Regions from separate parts of the Mus musculus genome. Here region 1 is linked to region 2. Evidence: chromatin contacts called from public Hi-C data. All regions are on one chromosome and are shown on one strand. The core of a region is the stretch at or near the end of the contact, and the rest is flanking DNA. Distances in the headings are between cores, read along the strand shown. Region 1 holds the start of Ube2e2 (ubiquitin-conjugating enzyme E2E 2). Region 2 overlaps Ube2e2 (ubiquitin-conjugating enzyme E2E 2).

Region 1 (7,306 bases), core at 3,649-6,148, 130 kb after region 2:
GTCTAGACAGGTACATGGTGGGAATGTAGAGACAGTACAGGAAAGTGTTTTCTAATGGGCAGAAAGTTTCTACTGAGTGATAATAATATTCTTAAATTAACTAGTGCTTATAGTAGAAAAGCCTCGGAGTTCTGCTTTGCTTTGTACTGCTGAGGACTCAACTCAGGATCTTGGCATGATAGGCAGGTGCTGCCATTGAGCTACCTGCAATCCCTAGGCTAAGTTATACCTTTTAAGATGGCAGCCTTGGGGCTGGAGGGGCATTTTGGACAGTGCACACTCAGCAAAGTTCAACCGCCAGCATTTACAAAAATGGAGGGGGTTACTTTTATAAGGTAAATTATATCTCAAAAGAACTGGCACAAGATAAACCAGAAGGGGTTGGAGAGAGAGTTCAGGGGTTATGAAAACTGGCTGCTCTTCCAGAGAGACTGGAATCAATTCCTAACACACACATGGTAACTCACAATGGGCTATAGCTCCAGTTCCAGGTGATATGACACCCTCTCTGGCCTCCCTCGGCACCCAGGCATATATATGGTGCACGACATACATGCAAACAAACATCGATACACAGAATATAAAATAAGTATTTTAAATAGGGGGGGGGGGGGAGAGAAAGGACTGAGAGCCTAATTTTTATAGGCACTGGGAGAAGCATTTTGGGCTCAGCTATGAGATGTCCAGACAGGTAAAGAGACCTGCAAAGTGTCCTGACAAGTCGGTGTAAAAAGGCACAGGGCTGAGAGAGAGTGGTACTGCCACGCTAATATCCAATCAATACATCCTTAGAGCTGAGCCAAGCTTAAAATCCTCTAAGCTGGGAAATTGTTTTAAGTAACCTTTGTGATAACAGAACAGAAACCATGTGATCCTAAATAAGAACTGAAGCTTAGGAGGGTGTGGGCTCTGATCCAGCTCGACTAGGCAACCATGTTGCACAACAGATAGAGAGTGTACCGAGACACTGAAGGATTCCTTTTTTCCCAGTCTGGAGGAAATCTCCCTAGAGGTTCAGAATTCACTTTGCTTTGAGTTCATGCTCCTGGAGCAGCTCTGATGACTAACTCAATTCCCGTAATACTTTGATACCTAGGTAGCCGTTATAACCTAGATAGTGACACAAAAATGCACTGAGAAATGGATAGCCCTTCTCCAATCTCATTGTATTATAATCAGCCCCAGGTTGGTCCTTACTATCACATCCTGTATGACCTAACAAGCTGACAGACCTAGAATGAAACTGACAAAAGTCATGTTCAGACTCTACAGGGCCTCAAGTCACCAGTAATCACTTTGAGTATCATATAGCTTCAGCTCAGACATGCTTTTGAAAAACGAGACTGCCTGTGACTAGAGTCATCACCACCACCAGCACTACCACCACCACCACCACCATCAAGGGTAAAACACACATACATGGGGAAGGGAAGAGATAAAGAGAAAGAGTTTTATCCAAAGTCCTCTTGAAAAGGATCCATTTTGGTTACTCTTAAATTAAGACTGAAATAAAACTGTTGTTGACATGGTCAAGAGCAAACTTCAGTACACACAAAAAACAGACACTTCAAATACAATTTATTATTATCATTACCTAGTTCAAAGGCATGACCCAGTACTTCTGATCAACATTCATCACCATCAGCTCATCCTAGAGTTTATTCAAAACCATGGTAGCTTTTCTAAATGCAGGCCTTTAACAGACTGAAAGTTTTCTATGAGAAGCTTATAAGACAAATATGCACAGCACAGTACTGGAAGAAGCAGGAAGCACAGCGATAAAGCATCAACAGACACTACATATGACATGACCATCCTCATCCCTAGTCCCTTTGTTCATGACATCCAGTAAGTCTGTCCAAATAGCTCTCACACACTCACAGGACATTGAGACTGCTCTCCCTCTCTCTTGTAAGTGGAGAGCATCATTCCCCACGGCTAAGACACCTTTTATGAGCAATAAAGTCACTTAACAGAATACCGAAATTTTATGTCTCTATGTTTCATGTCTAGCTCTAAAAGCCTGAGTATATTTCTTGGGTTTTCTTATTTGACTTTAACATTCTTATTATTGGATTTAATATTTGTATTCTTTCTCAGCTTGCTTCTTTGAGTTAAAATATATCTAAAGTTAAAAACCTTGTAAGTATGTGCTATATAGCATGCTAGCTAAGCAGGCTTATGTATAAGCAGGGAAACAGAAAGAAGCATTCTTAGGATTAGATGCTCTCAAGGTAGGGTACTGTGAGCAAACTTTTAAGAGATGTGAAATCAGTGAGAAATTGTTCTATGTATCCTAAACCTGAGGCAATCCATCACATGGCAAACACAAGAACTCTAGAAAAGTAGTTGCCTTACACTGCAAGCACAGCTGTGACTGCTGTGTGCTGCATCAGTCATGAAGTGCACACATTTCAATACTCTTTTGTGCACACCTAGTAATGTGTAAACTATATAATACTGAATAGACTATGCAATGATGTAATGGGCCATAATCTGAAACTGAAATTTCCTCAACTACTTCAGAATACCAGAAGATTAAACTACTAAACTACTATTAAAGGTCTGGGGGTATGGCTCAGTTCTAGAGCCCTTGCCAAGCGTATATGTGAAGGCCTGGGCTCAACCAGAACACTTCCCCAGAAAGCAATTAAATGGCTAAACAGAAGCATAATTTCTCTAGTTTTACAGTTTAAAAAATTATTTCTATTTTTGATCTAAGATACCTTATCCGATCCAAATCTTTACGTACAAATGACAAATCCTCCTGAGAACACTGATAAGCATTATAAAACCATTTAGACAAAGGCTCTGTATCTCCTATTCAAATGTCAAGACTTAAGAGACTTTCTGCTGAGTGTTTTCTGAATCCTTGATTACAGAAAAAAGGGGACAACATGATTGTGTACTCTGGCACAATTAACTCTTATGAGAGGAAATCCTCTGCAGGTCACTCAAATGAACTATGTATAAAATTGGTGCCTTGTCTCTCTAAAGTAAAAATGAGTAGGTCCCTGAATTAAAACTTCTACATATTAACTTCTCTGGCATTTTAAAATTAATTCCTAAAGAGCTAATTCCCTAACCTAGAAGGAAGCTAAATTCCAGGGATCTAAACACAAATACATCCTCCAATGACAGTTTCAAAGATCTTAAGACACCTAAAGTGATATTTTTACTTCAGATTCAAGTAACCCTTAGTTTCTAACTAAATATAAACATATTACATTTAGGTATTTAAACACACTCATTCTTTTTGAGCTTTATTGACTATGTGCTCTGTGATGTCATCAGGCTCTGGAAATTCCCAGCACATAGTGAGTGAAATTAGCGTGTTTCAGAAAAACTTACGGATCTAAACAAATCCCACCGATGAAACCAACAGTACTCAAGTCCACATTACTATTCAAATCATCAAATGTCATGATTTTTAAAAACTTAGAAAAGCAAGTATTCATTTGTGCAGCTGCAACAGGAAAATGTGAACTTGCATTGGCATACCAGTTTTTCTACTTGTGATTTCTGAACTTTTCCAAAACATAAAATACTTTATATTATACGCCAAACCTGTAGCGCTATCCAGCTTCCCAAGTGTCTGAAAAGATATTTATTTGGAAAATAAAAGTGGAGCACCTGATTGAGGGAAGTGCTGTGCCCTAGAGGAAAGAGCTCAAGGTATGACATATGAAAACACTCCATCTTCACCATCACCCACAAACAAGACTGCCAAGCGCCCAGGAGCATCCTGACTGCCTGAAGAAAGACAAATATTTAGATTCCCAAGATTGCATTTCTAGAGCATGCTTTTCAAAATCCAAGGATTTAAAACTAAGATGAGCTTTAAAAAAATCTTAAAAACAGTAAGGTAATCAGAGGTAAGTCCTAGCACATTCTTTTGTACTTTAAAATGGAAATACTCAAGTAGACCCTCAAAATTACAAAATACAAGGTTAGAGGATAAGAATCTTGCAAATCAGCAAATAAGTCCAAGAGCTGCCACCAAGCCCAGGGTGATGATGTCTCTCTAATGCGGCCTTAATTTCCTTTAGGGAAGATGGATGGGGCATTTCTGGTTAGTTGTGGAAAAAGAGACACAAGAAGCCAGGCTTTATGTTCATTAGAATTGGAAAAGGGCAAATGGATCAAAACATTAGTAGCGAAGAGGGGGTGGGTGGGGGTGGGAGGACAAGGGTAATCCAGTTTCCAATCAGGCCAGTGGGTGCTGCAGAGAAGCCAGAGGAAAACTGGCTTCGGAGCCAAACTGTGCCAAGCATCGGGCATTACAAAAGACCAGTGTGACAACCCACACCCCGGGGCATCACGCACACACCCAGCGGGTACTCCCTCACCCTCACCTCCTGTAGCAATTATGCAATTTGGGAAGAGCTCCGGACAGCCGGGCACTTTGCGCCGCGACATCCATCCTGGACTTTGCGGAGACTTAGTTCCTGGCTGCGGTGGGCTCGGGAGGGGAGGGGAGAGGTCCTCGTGGGCGAAGGACGGCCACACTCTGCGGGACGGGGGAGGGGCGCGCGGGCCCCAGCGGACACGCGCAGGGTCAGGGAGGCCTGCGGGGCCGCGGGCGCGCACCCGAGCCGAGGCCGCGGCGGGGGCGGGGATCTCGCCGGGCTGGCCCTCGCCGCGTGGGGTCCCCGCGCGCCCCACGCCGCGGCTCTGGCCGCGGCCACGCCCGCCCGCCCTCACCTACTCACCTCGCGGCGTCGCCCGCGCTCCAGCCGCGGCTCCGACGCCGAGTCCGGGAGTGAAACCGCCGCCTCCGCGAGCCGCCGCCGCCGCCACCGCCGCCGCCGCCCGCCGTCCGCGCGCGCCCCCTCCCAAGCGCGCGCTCGCCCTGCCTGCCCTGAGAGCCCGCGACAGCGCGAGCCCCACGTCGGCCTCGCGGTGTCGCGCCCGCGAGCCCGCGACGCGATTTAGCCCCGCCCCCGCCGGCGCGTGCCCGCTCGAGGACCTGTGAGGTGCGCGCGCAAAAGTAAAGTGACAGCTGAGTCCTGGGCTGGGCGGGCCGGAGCAAAGGCGGGTTAGGGCGAAGGGAAAGGGAGGAGGGAAATCGAGGCTCAACGGCGGCGGGAAGGGAGGGACGAGAGGACCTTGAGGAGCGCACGAATTAAAGGGACACGCGGGCTAAGGGGTGGGGTTGCGCTTCAATAAGGTGCAGTGCGGCGGACTGGGATGAGGGGTAGGGAGAACACACACACACACACACACACACACACACACACACACACACCTGCACCACCAGCTCGTGCTCGCGCAGGACCCACCTGCACCGCTGTTGGAAAACTTCGCGTGGGCCCGGGTGAAGCCACATTTTACCCCTTAACTGCTGCAGGGAAGGTCCTGCGGTGCCTAGTCCTGTCCAGGGCTGCTAGCTGTCACTCTGGGAGGCTGGGGAGGGCGGGGCGGGACGAAGGGGGCAGCACTATCAGAGCAAGTGGGAGGCTGCCACTGTGCCTGAAAGACACAGGTGGGATAGTAGCCATGCTGTGGGTGGCCTGAGGAATATAAGGTTGCCCTGTCATTGTAGCCCAAAATAGCTACTTAAAACAAAACAAAACAAAACAAAACAAAAACCTGCACATGCTTTGTTAACTCAGCGCCCATGAACTCACTTCACCACCACCACCACCACCACCACCACCACCACCACCACCACCACCACCACCACCCACACACACACACACACAACACCTCCAGCCTATCATAACCGCTGAGATCTAGGACTACTCTTAACTTCTGTGAGGATTCTTGGGAGTGGCTGAGCCCATGCACTAGTCCTGCTCAGCAGAGAGGGCTAAAGACAGACCTCCATTTCAAGTATGGTCCAAATCACTTGAACAGTGCTAGCCAATACATAGGAAACCATGGGAAACCCAACCTACCAGATGCCATAGGCCACCATGGGAATGTGAAGTTCTGAGTCAATCAAGCAGCCTAAACAACTAGTGCAAAAAGACCCCAGAGACTAGAGCAATACAAGACTCATAACCTGTATCTGGAACAGAAAATGCTTCCACGAGATACATTCAAGAACTGGCTTTTAACCAATTACATCACTGAAAACTGCCCAAAGCAGCTAGTAATGTCTAGCCTGGAACTGACTACTGAGAAAAAAAAAATGACAGCACCTTTGTCCTTACGAATGTCAGCTCAAGAATGTATGAGAGGAAGAGTTAGAAATGAGTGAAACCTGGTTTTCTGGTTTGTGTGGCCACTTAAATCTGTCTCATGGTGTGTGTATTTCCGACATAGTACAGTGTATTAGTAGAAATGCATCATATTTAGAATATGATCAAATACAGTATTTCATAGACAGTCTTAACCTCATGAACTCTTTGCCTATTCCCATTCTTCTGATTATGTTTCAAGAATACAGAAGTAGCAGAGCCTTGACTGTGTTTTGAAACCCTTTAAAAATTGTTTTGTTTTGATGCTGGGATTTGACCCAGGGCTTCAACAGGCTAAGCAGGCACAGAAGTTCTGCCACTGAACTCTACATCCTGCCTCTGGTAGCCTATGCTTCTGTGTGTGTGCTGTTGGCTTACAATGAATGTTTCATAAGAAAACACCCTTCTGCCCCAGCCACTGTTGAGTCGTTTTGTTGTTCTGTCACTGGCAGTGGGGCTTGGGGATGTTGTGATGTCAGCTTCCACTCAGGGAATAGAATTGAAGAGCTTCGATGCCATTGTTGAAACTGTGTTTCAGCAGCATTTTGTCCATCTGCAGATGTTTTAGCTGGCATTTTTCAAAGTTCAAAACAGGACTATAAGTCCGATTCACCCTTATCATTCATTCTAGGAATACTAAATACTGTGGGCCAGGCTCTTGTTTATTGAGTCTAGGTAGTAGGGATATAACTATGAATGAAGAGGAGAGCCAGGCCTCACAGGGTTTCCCTGTTCTTATCCTTGTCAGTTTCACACTCTACATTAGATCATTAGTGAATTCTGCTGATCTTGTTGTCCAAAATGTCTGCTGATCATTATTCCAGAAAGCAACAGCCAGTCAAGTCCCAGGTATATGTATGGCAATGAGTCTCTATTACAAAAATGTGGCATCTCTAACACAACCCCTACACCCCAAGACCGGAGTCTTGGAAGTCTAAGGAAATCTAAGGATTTAGGGTACAAGGAAATCTAAGGATTTAGATACAATGAGGCCGAAGAATGCTTTTTAGGAACCAGAAGATATGGAAGGCTGCAGCAAAACAGCATCTTGTGGACAAAGTAGGGATGTGGCACCTATAGACTCACAAGTGTGCCTGTCTGCATAGAACCACAGTGATCAA
Region 2 (7,315 bases), core at 3,954-6,453:
CATAAAGAATCATCCAGCTGGAATCTCAAACTGGTAGTCTAATATATATAAACATATGTATATGTATATATTATACAAATAATATATTTGTTCAGAAAGTTGAGCCTGATCAGCATTCCACACCCCCTGGAAGCTATTATGTCATTCATGCTCCTGGTAGCATTTTTAGCACAGTCATTAAGATATGGTATCATGGTCATAAACGGTGGTGCATACCTTTAAGCCCAGCACCTGGGAGGAAAAGGCAGGTGGATATCTAAGTTAGAGGCCAGCCTGGTCTATACAGGAAGTTCTGAGCCAGCCAGGACATAGTAAGACCTGTTAATCAAAAATAAGACAAAACAAAAATGTGGCATGGTGTCCTTGTTTCTATTCATGACTATAATGTGATTGAGGACAGAGAATATATTTTCGTCCTCTTAAACACTGTCTTTGTTAGTCTATAAGATGATAGGTTCATTCTAATCATGATACTTCCATTCATTTCTATCAGGGTATCTTGTACTTATTCACCTCATTACTTTTCCATGCCCAACCCCACTGCTCTCCTTCCCACACATATTTTAAAAAATCTAGCAATTGTAGCACTAACTCCTTATTGCTACCACACAGTACAAACACATGCAAACTTCTATGGATGATGTCAGACCCTCCTTTGAAACACTAATAACCGGTCTGCTGCATCAAGACTCCTTGGTATATTCAAATGCTTAGGCTTCCTTTCCCAGGAACCCATCTATTAAGAGCTGCTGTGCTGGATGTATCTTCTGACCTCCAGTAACACTCAAAGGCTGCACAAGGGCCTGCCCAAGTGAGCAAGCAGAGCAGAGTCCCAAGGGCAGCCCTGGGTGTTCTGTAAGCTACAGGGAAGTGGCTGGCACCATGCAGCAGCTCAGACCAAGAACACCGGTTCCAGAACTATAATTTTTAAGTAACAAAATTCTTCATTAATTTTTGTTATTTACTGACAATGAAAGTATAATTTTAAACTAATAAAATTATTTATTGTGCTGTGTGTGTGTGTGTGTGTGTGTGTGTGTGTGTGTGTGTACATGCCACAGAGTTCATGTATAGATCAGAGGACAATTTGTGGGAGTCTTTTCTCTTCTTCCATCATATGGGTCATGGGAATTGAACTCAAGTCATCAGTAAGTACCTTTACCTACTGAGCAATCTTGCTGGCCCCTAATCATTAATTTCACATAAAGCCAAAATTATCTGACAACTCCGCTAAGAATTACATGAAGATAAAGACATACAATTAGAAACGTTCTGTTAAAGAGTAAACCAAGTCCTTCTTATTAACATGGATGGTTTACGTTATGTATCAAAGTCTATTTGAAATATGCTAGCCGCAGAGCAGCTACCTGGGTGCAGATGCTGGTTAGAGTGGCTGTGAGAAGTTGTTCTGACATCACTGTTCATTTAATTAGAACAAGAAGCTCCAGAAGATGGCATTTCGTTTTGAAGAGTTGCTGACACCAGTCCCCTGAGGTTACTATCTGAGGATCCAAGACTCAGGGCAGCTTGACATAAACCTCATCTATCTTACCACCTGATCTTCTCAAAATCTGCCAGACACAGGTTTTCAAAAGCAGATGGTAGCACTAAGGCTGGCAGGACCAGTGTCTGCCCATCCTTGGCAACACCAGCATAGTCCTAAAGGAGTCTGAAACACAATATCAACCCAAAAGTCATCCATCTGTCTGGACAATGAGAGACTGGGACCACACAGTGACCTGTCTCTATCACCTTCTGTCTCTGGTCCTTCTGCTCTGACCTTAACCCTTCACAGTGAGTGAAGGGAACATGCACCTGGGCCCACCTTTGCGTTCACCACTCACTATACACCCTTGGAAAATTTCTTAGATATGTATTTAATATTTTATTAATATCTGTGAGTCTCAATTACCACAGGGTTATAAGATTAAAAGAGCAAGGATGCATACATAAGGAATGGGTTCTGGTACAGGCAGTGTCAGCTAGGGTAGTCTGCTGCATGGTGACCTGAACCTAAGAAGTGCTGTTCTGCCTTTGCTAAACAAAAATAAAACTAAGTACTCAGGTCTTGTTTTCAGTTTTCTTTGTGTCCTAACAACTGCTTTACAAAAGAAGAGATGGATGTAAACAAATAGAAACTGCAATTGTCTTCAGACGTATAATTTAATTCTGACAGGCTATATTTTTAAATCCCCAAAGTCACAACTATTACTTCAGGGTGTTAACCCCTACCCCCAAAAGTATCTTTGATGGCGTTATTAAAAAGCTTTCATTTTTTTTTTAAATAGAGGTTTGTTACACAGAACATGTTGCAATGACAATATACTCAAAATTTTAGAGTATTTTATTAGCAGGGCTTATATATATCCTCAAGCAGCACTGGCTTTGGAAATATTACAAGCAAAACTGTTTTATATTTATTTATTTTCCTATACTTGTTTTGTTTTGGCTTTGAGCAAGTTCATACTTTATAGGAACATTTAAACAGGCTTGTCTGTCATTAAAAAACAAACAACAACAACAAACAAGACAAAATAAAACAAAAACACAGAAGCTCTGACAGAGCCACAAAGGCTACTTGGAAAACATGTTCTTGTCACATGTTTTTGACATGAGTTTTCTCTTTTCCTTCTATGTGGATTCCTCCGTCTTTGAAGGTCTGTTTCAAAGGAAGAATTTGTACCTGTGACAACTTTGTGGTCACAGATGACAGAGTCAGAGGGGCTGCACGTCAGACCCATGTGTCTACATAGCACGCAGTCAGAAGGGGCCACAGGTAAGATCCATGTGTGTTCACAGATCACAGAGTCAGCAGGATCACAGGTCAGACTTCCCATACTTATTTTCTCTATTCCTTGGAAGATTTCACTAGTTGATATTTATTTTATGAAATAGTAGCTGCTGACTGAGAGATCTCCAGAGAACCAAAGGCTTGAATGGACCTGAATGCTTCAAACCTCTGAAATGTAACTCTACCATATAACTTAGGCAATAGTGTCCCTTTAAAACCCTTAATCTACCTAACATATACTAGGTACCAAGGACCTGAATACTTAAACCACTGGTTCTCAACCTTCCTAATGCTGTGACCTCATGTTGATCTAATATAGATCCTCATGTTGTGGTGACCTTCAGCTGTAAAATTATTTTTTTTTGCTACTTTATAACTATAATTTTGCTACTGTTATGTATCATAATGTATATATCTGTGTTTTCTGATGGTTTTAGGTGACCCTTATGACAGTTTATTCTCCAAAAGGGGTCTCAATGCACAAGTTAAGAACCACTAACTTAAACATATAGCCCAACAGAACTTACGGAAAGGCTGCTATCTTTTGTAGTCCACACTAAAGAAACTAAACACCACACTGAAGCTTCAGCAATTGCTGTCCTTTCTGAGACTTATCTAGGTAGCACAGAGGCCAGGGAGGCTGCAGGATCTCAGCTCCATCTTAGCACTCTAGGCTTCTTACAGAGCCTAGCCCATTCTTCCTATATAGTTCAGCCTACCTAGATGTTAGAAGGGCAAAGACTTTTTCATGGTATCTAAAACTGTGCTTCTCCTTATAATTATGACACACTTATTTCTCCAAAGATGTTCTCTGTTAGGTAAAAACTCCGTTCTGGGAACTGGAGGGATGGCTCAGAGATTAAGAGCGCTTGCTGATTTTGAAAGCCTGGTTCAGATCCAAAACTAACATGGCAGTACACAATTGCCTGTTAATTGTTGTTCTACAGTTCCCATGCCTTCTTTTGTCCCTATGGGCGCCATGATGCTCATGGTGTACATATATGCATGCAGGCAAATATTTAACCACATAAAATACAAACAAATACATTTGTAAAAATCTCACTTAGCTTTGGAAAAATCTCAAAATCCTTTCTAGTACCAAGAAGCCTGGCCTATTGTGAAACTTCCAACCTATGGTTAAGCGTCCTCTTTGTAGGGAGCATCAGTAGTAATAAACCTTTGTCTTATGGGCTTTTATTCTATTCTGTTCCAGAGAGGGTTTTACTATGTAGCCCTGGCTAGCTTTGAATATAGGATCCTCCTGCTCCAGCCTTCTGAGTGCTGGGATCACAGGCTAGTGCCAGCATGCCTCACTTATCGGCTCTTCTTAATGGTAGCTGAAGTTCCTGTTTCTTCTCTTATAGAAAGCAGGTCAAACAGTAAGGTATTAACCAAGTAGGGAGGAGAAGCTGGCTCAGCAATTAAGAACAAATTGTCCTTGCAGAGGAGCAGGGTTCAGTTTCCAGCATCTATGTTGGGTAATTCAACTGCTTGTAACTCCTGTTCCAGAGGATCCAGCACTCTTGCCTGGATCCTCGACTAGCCATCCATACACATATGTTCACATTGACACTCACACACAAACACACACACACACACACACACACACACACATACACACACTTGTAATTTTTAAAATAAATAATGAATAAAGTATTTTTTCCAATGGTTGTTCATGACAACTTTAAAAATTCTGAAAATATAGAGAAGTCCCATATGCTTGTAGTGTTATCAGTGCATTTTTAAAGTTTAATAATGTTAGAGGAAAAACTATCTAGCTTGGAGCACTTAAACGAGAACATATTATTATATGCTCTGCATGGCACAATCTTCAGTGAAACACAGAATGTCTTAATAAACAGGAACTTGGCAGCTAAGACATCAAGACTCTTGATCACAGAGGTGCTTTACACTCATGGACTGCCCACTGTCCTACACAGGAAGCCATGTCTCAATGTGGAGGAGAGTGCCACTGTGCAGGCTGCAGATGCTGGGGTGACAGTAGTGCCTGATAGCAAGCTCTGGACCCAAAGGAGCAATGACAGGTGCTGCATCACATGTGTGTAACTGGGATGCAGTGACGCAATACACACATTCAAGAAACACAGGCTATGTGTCCACATTGTTGAAGGTTTTATTTTAATCAAACAAAGAGAACTATATGTCCATGTCTCATATAGATTAGTCATTGTTGAAACTAAACACCATGGCAGCTTTTCTTTCACTATTTATTACTAGCTTTAAAAGAAACACATCTAGAAAATGCCTTTTAGGGAGAGGGAAACCCAGCATTAGTGGCATCTAAACATAACCTTAGAACAGATTGTATTCCAGAGAGACAAGGCCTCCAGGGCAGCTGTTGGGAGCTCCTCCCCTTTTCAAGTCTTTGTCAATCTGCCCTAAGTATCTGAGGCTCTGCCAGCTTTAAGGTACAGAACTGAAAAGAATCCAATACAGCACAGCAGCTGCTCCGAAAGGACTGTGAAGGATATTCTCAAAGGCAATTTAAATGTTTAATGTAATTCAACATTTGGTGTTTCTCATTTTTGATGTGTGTAATCTTAAGCTTCAGCAACAGTCTTCCTACACCCACTTTCTTCCATGACTATTAAATCTGTAATTATGCATGGCATTCACATTCATTTTTGGGTACATGATATCTAAAACATGATTTTGTGGTAATTACTGCAATTGAAACTGAAAAATGTTTTGTGATGTTATTTTTAATCCACATATAGTAAAATGTAGGTAACAAAATGATACATTAAAAAAATGTACTGTTAGCAGCTGAATTCGGTAAAACACTGTCATTAATCTGCTCTAAGTGTCAGTGTTTCCTAGATTTTAATGTCAGTTCTAAAGAACGAACAACTAACTCAGCTTCAGGACTCGAGTGTGCTCCCATCTCCCTCTCTGTTTGCTACAATCCACCAGTTAAACTCATTATAAAGTCAGGGGCAATTCTCAGTGAACTTCAGATTCAGAGACAGAACTGCACCTGTGTGGTGAGAACAGCTGGGAGGATAATCAGCTGGGGCAAATGTCTTCTCTCCTCTGCTAGTGCTGCATGAAGACATGATTTCCATCACGTAATTTACCAGCTGGGAGTGTGCACAAGTAAATTCTCAGCAATAGTGCCTTACAGTTTCTTCTCCAACAAATTTTCTTTAAAAACAACAATAAAACAGACAGACAAACAACCCACCCACTTTTTCTAGGTGAGAGAGAGAGAGAGAGAGAGAGAGAGAGAGAGAGAGAGAGAGAGAGAGAGAGAGAGAGAGAGAGAGAGAGAGAGAGAGCGCTCAGAGGACAAAGGCAGTTATTGCCAAGCTTGCTGAGCTGAGTTCTATCTCCAGAACCACACGGCTGAAGGAGAGAACAGATTCCTGTAAGTTGTCCTCTGACAGGCAGATGGGCAGGCAGACTGATATGAGACGTACATACATACACAGTGGCTCATGTGCATGCATACACATACATATACACAAGACAATCATTTAATTACAAAACTTGAAAACTTTTTCCAAGTTCATTCTCATTCAACAAATATTTGCTGATATGGCAAACCCACCTACCTGGAAGGGGCCAAGATACTAATCCCCACCCCACCCCGTGTGTGGTGTGGTGTGGTGTGTGTGTGTATGTGTGTGTGTGTGTGTGTGTGTGTGTGTTTGTCAAATTCACCGAACAGTCCCACAGCCCCCAGAGGAAGTACCACTCCAAGGTGTTCTAGCATGCTCAGTAACTTAGTATCCCAGGAGCTTGGTCACACCAGGATCTCAGGGTCTCAGAGGCAACTTGACTCCCAGGAACTCTGACATACCCAGAATCTCAGGATCACAGAGAAAGCAGAACTCTGAGGAGTTCTGACTCAACTGGGATTATTGGAAGGAGAGACTACCCTTGAAATCAAACTTCTGATACTTGCCCCCAACTTCTACATGCTAGGATGTTGGATGGAGCCAAACACCTCACAGTTCAAGGGATCTAACTGAAGGCTCTGTACAAGGAAGGCAAGTACTCTACCAACTGAGCTAGATCCCAGCTTACACCCCAGTCCCTGAATCCCATATGGGTCATACTTGAATGTGGTAGGGGGGGGGCAGGGGGGGAGGCGGTGCAAAGAATGTGGCAACAGCAAAGGTTTTGGAGATGCCATGGCCAAGAATAAACCCAAAGTCAAAAGTGTAAGAATTCCAACAGTCCTGCCCATGTGGTGTTACCTGGCTTCCACACAGGCTCTGAACACATAACATGCCCCGTGTCTGTGTACATGCTCCTACAAACCAACACCAACTAATGCTGCCTAAAACATCCTGAGTCACGAGCAAAAAAGTTTTCTGTTTTTATAGAAACATAATGATAACTATGGACAACAAAGACTTCTAATGTTCACCTACCATTATTCCTTAGTAAAAATTAGTATATCTTTCCATTGGATTACATTAGAATATAAATTTGACTTTAAGGATTACTGTTTGAGTTTCTGACTTGATTTTCACTAAGGGGGGAAAAAGAAGGCTC

Evidence for each region. A called contact is a pair of places that touch in the nucleus more often than the background predicts.
Region 1: a contact with region 2 is called in a Hi-C map of cortical neurons, with 2.3 times the contacts expected there. The contact joins the promoter of Ube2e2 here to the enhancer-like site in region 2. A contact is called at or near these places in 7 of 39 promoter capture datasets (the 3T3-L1 cell line, 3T3-L1-derived adipocytes, the HPC-7 cell line and 3 more), 1 of 484 Hi-C or Micro-C datasets (cortical neurons), 5 of 115 datasets of contacts at active chromatin or transcription factors (embryonic forebrain, embryonic stem cells, neural progenitor cells and 1 more) and 2 of 9 other capture datasets (adipose tissue and liver).

The regions. Positions count from the first base shown.
Region 1 is chr14:18,888,873-18,896,178 of GRCm38.p6, forward strand. It overlaps Ube2e2 (ubiquitin-conjugating enzyme E2E 2), which reads right to left and starts at 4,899. Exons shown (of 6, transcript NM_144839.2): 1 at 4,713-4,899.
Region 2 is chr14:18,753,983-18,761,297 of GRCm38.p6, forward strand. The region is part of intron 3 of Ube2e2 (ubiquitin-conjugating enzyme E2E 2); the gene reads right to left. Among named protein-coding and RNA genes, the nearest start is that of Gm22499, 57 kb to the right of the region's middle. Within about 2 kb of position 5,204, at least 25 of the 459 cell types and tissues checked have an H3K27ac peak or open chromatin away from gene starts, as enhancers often do. A contact at or near this core is called in cortical neurons and neural progenitor cells, where this site is marked.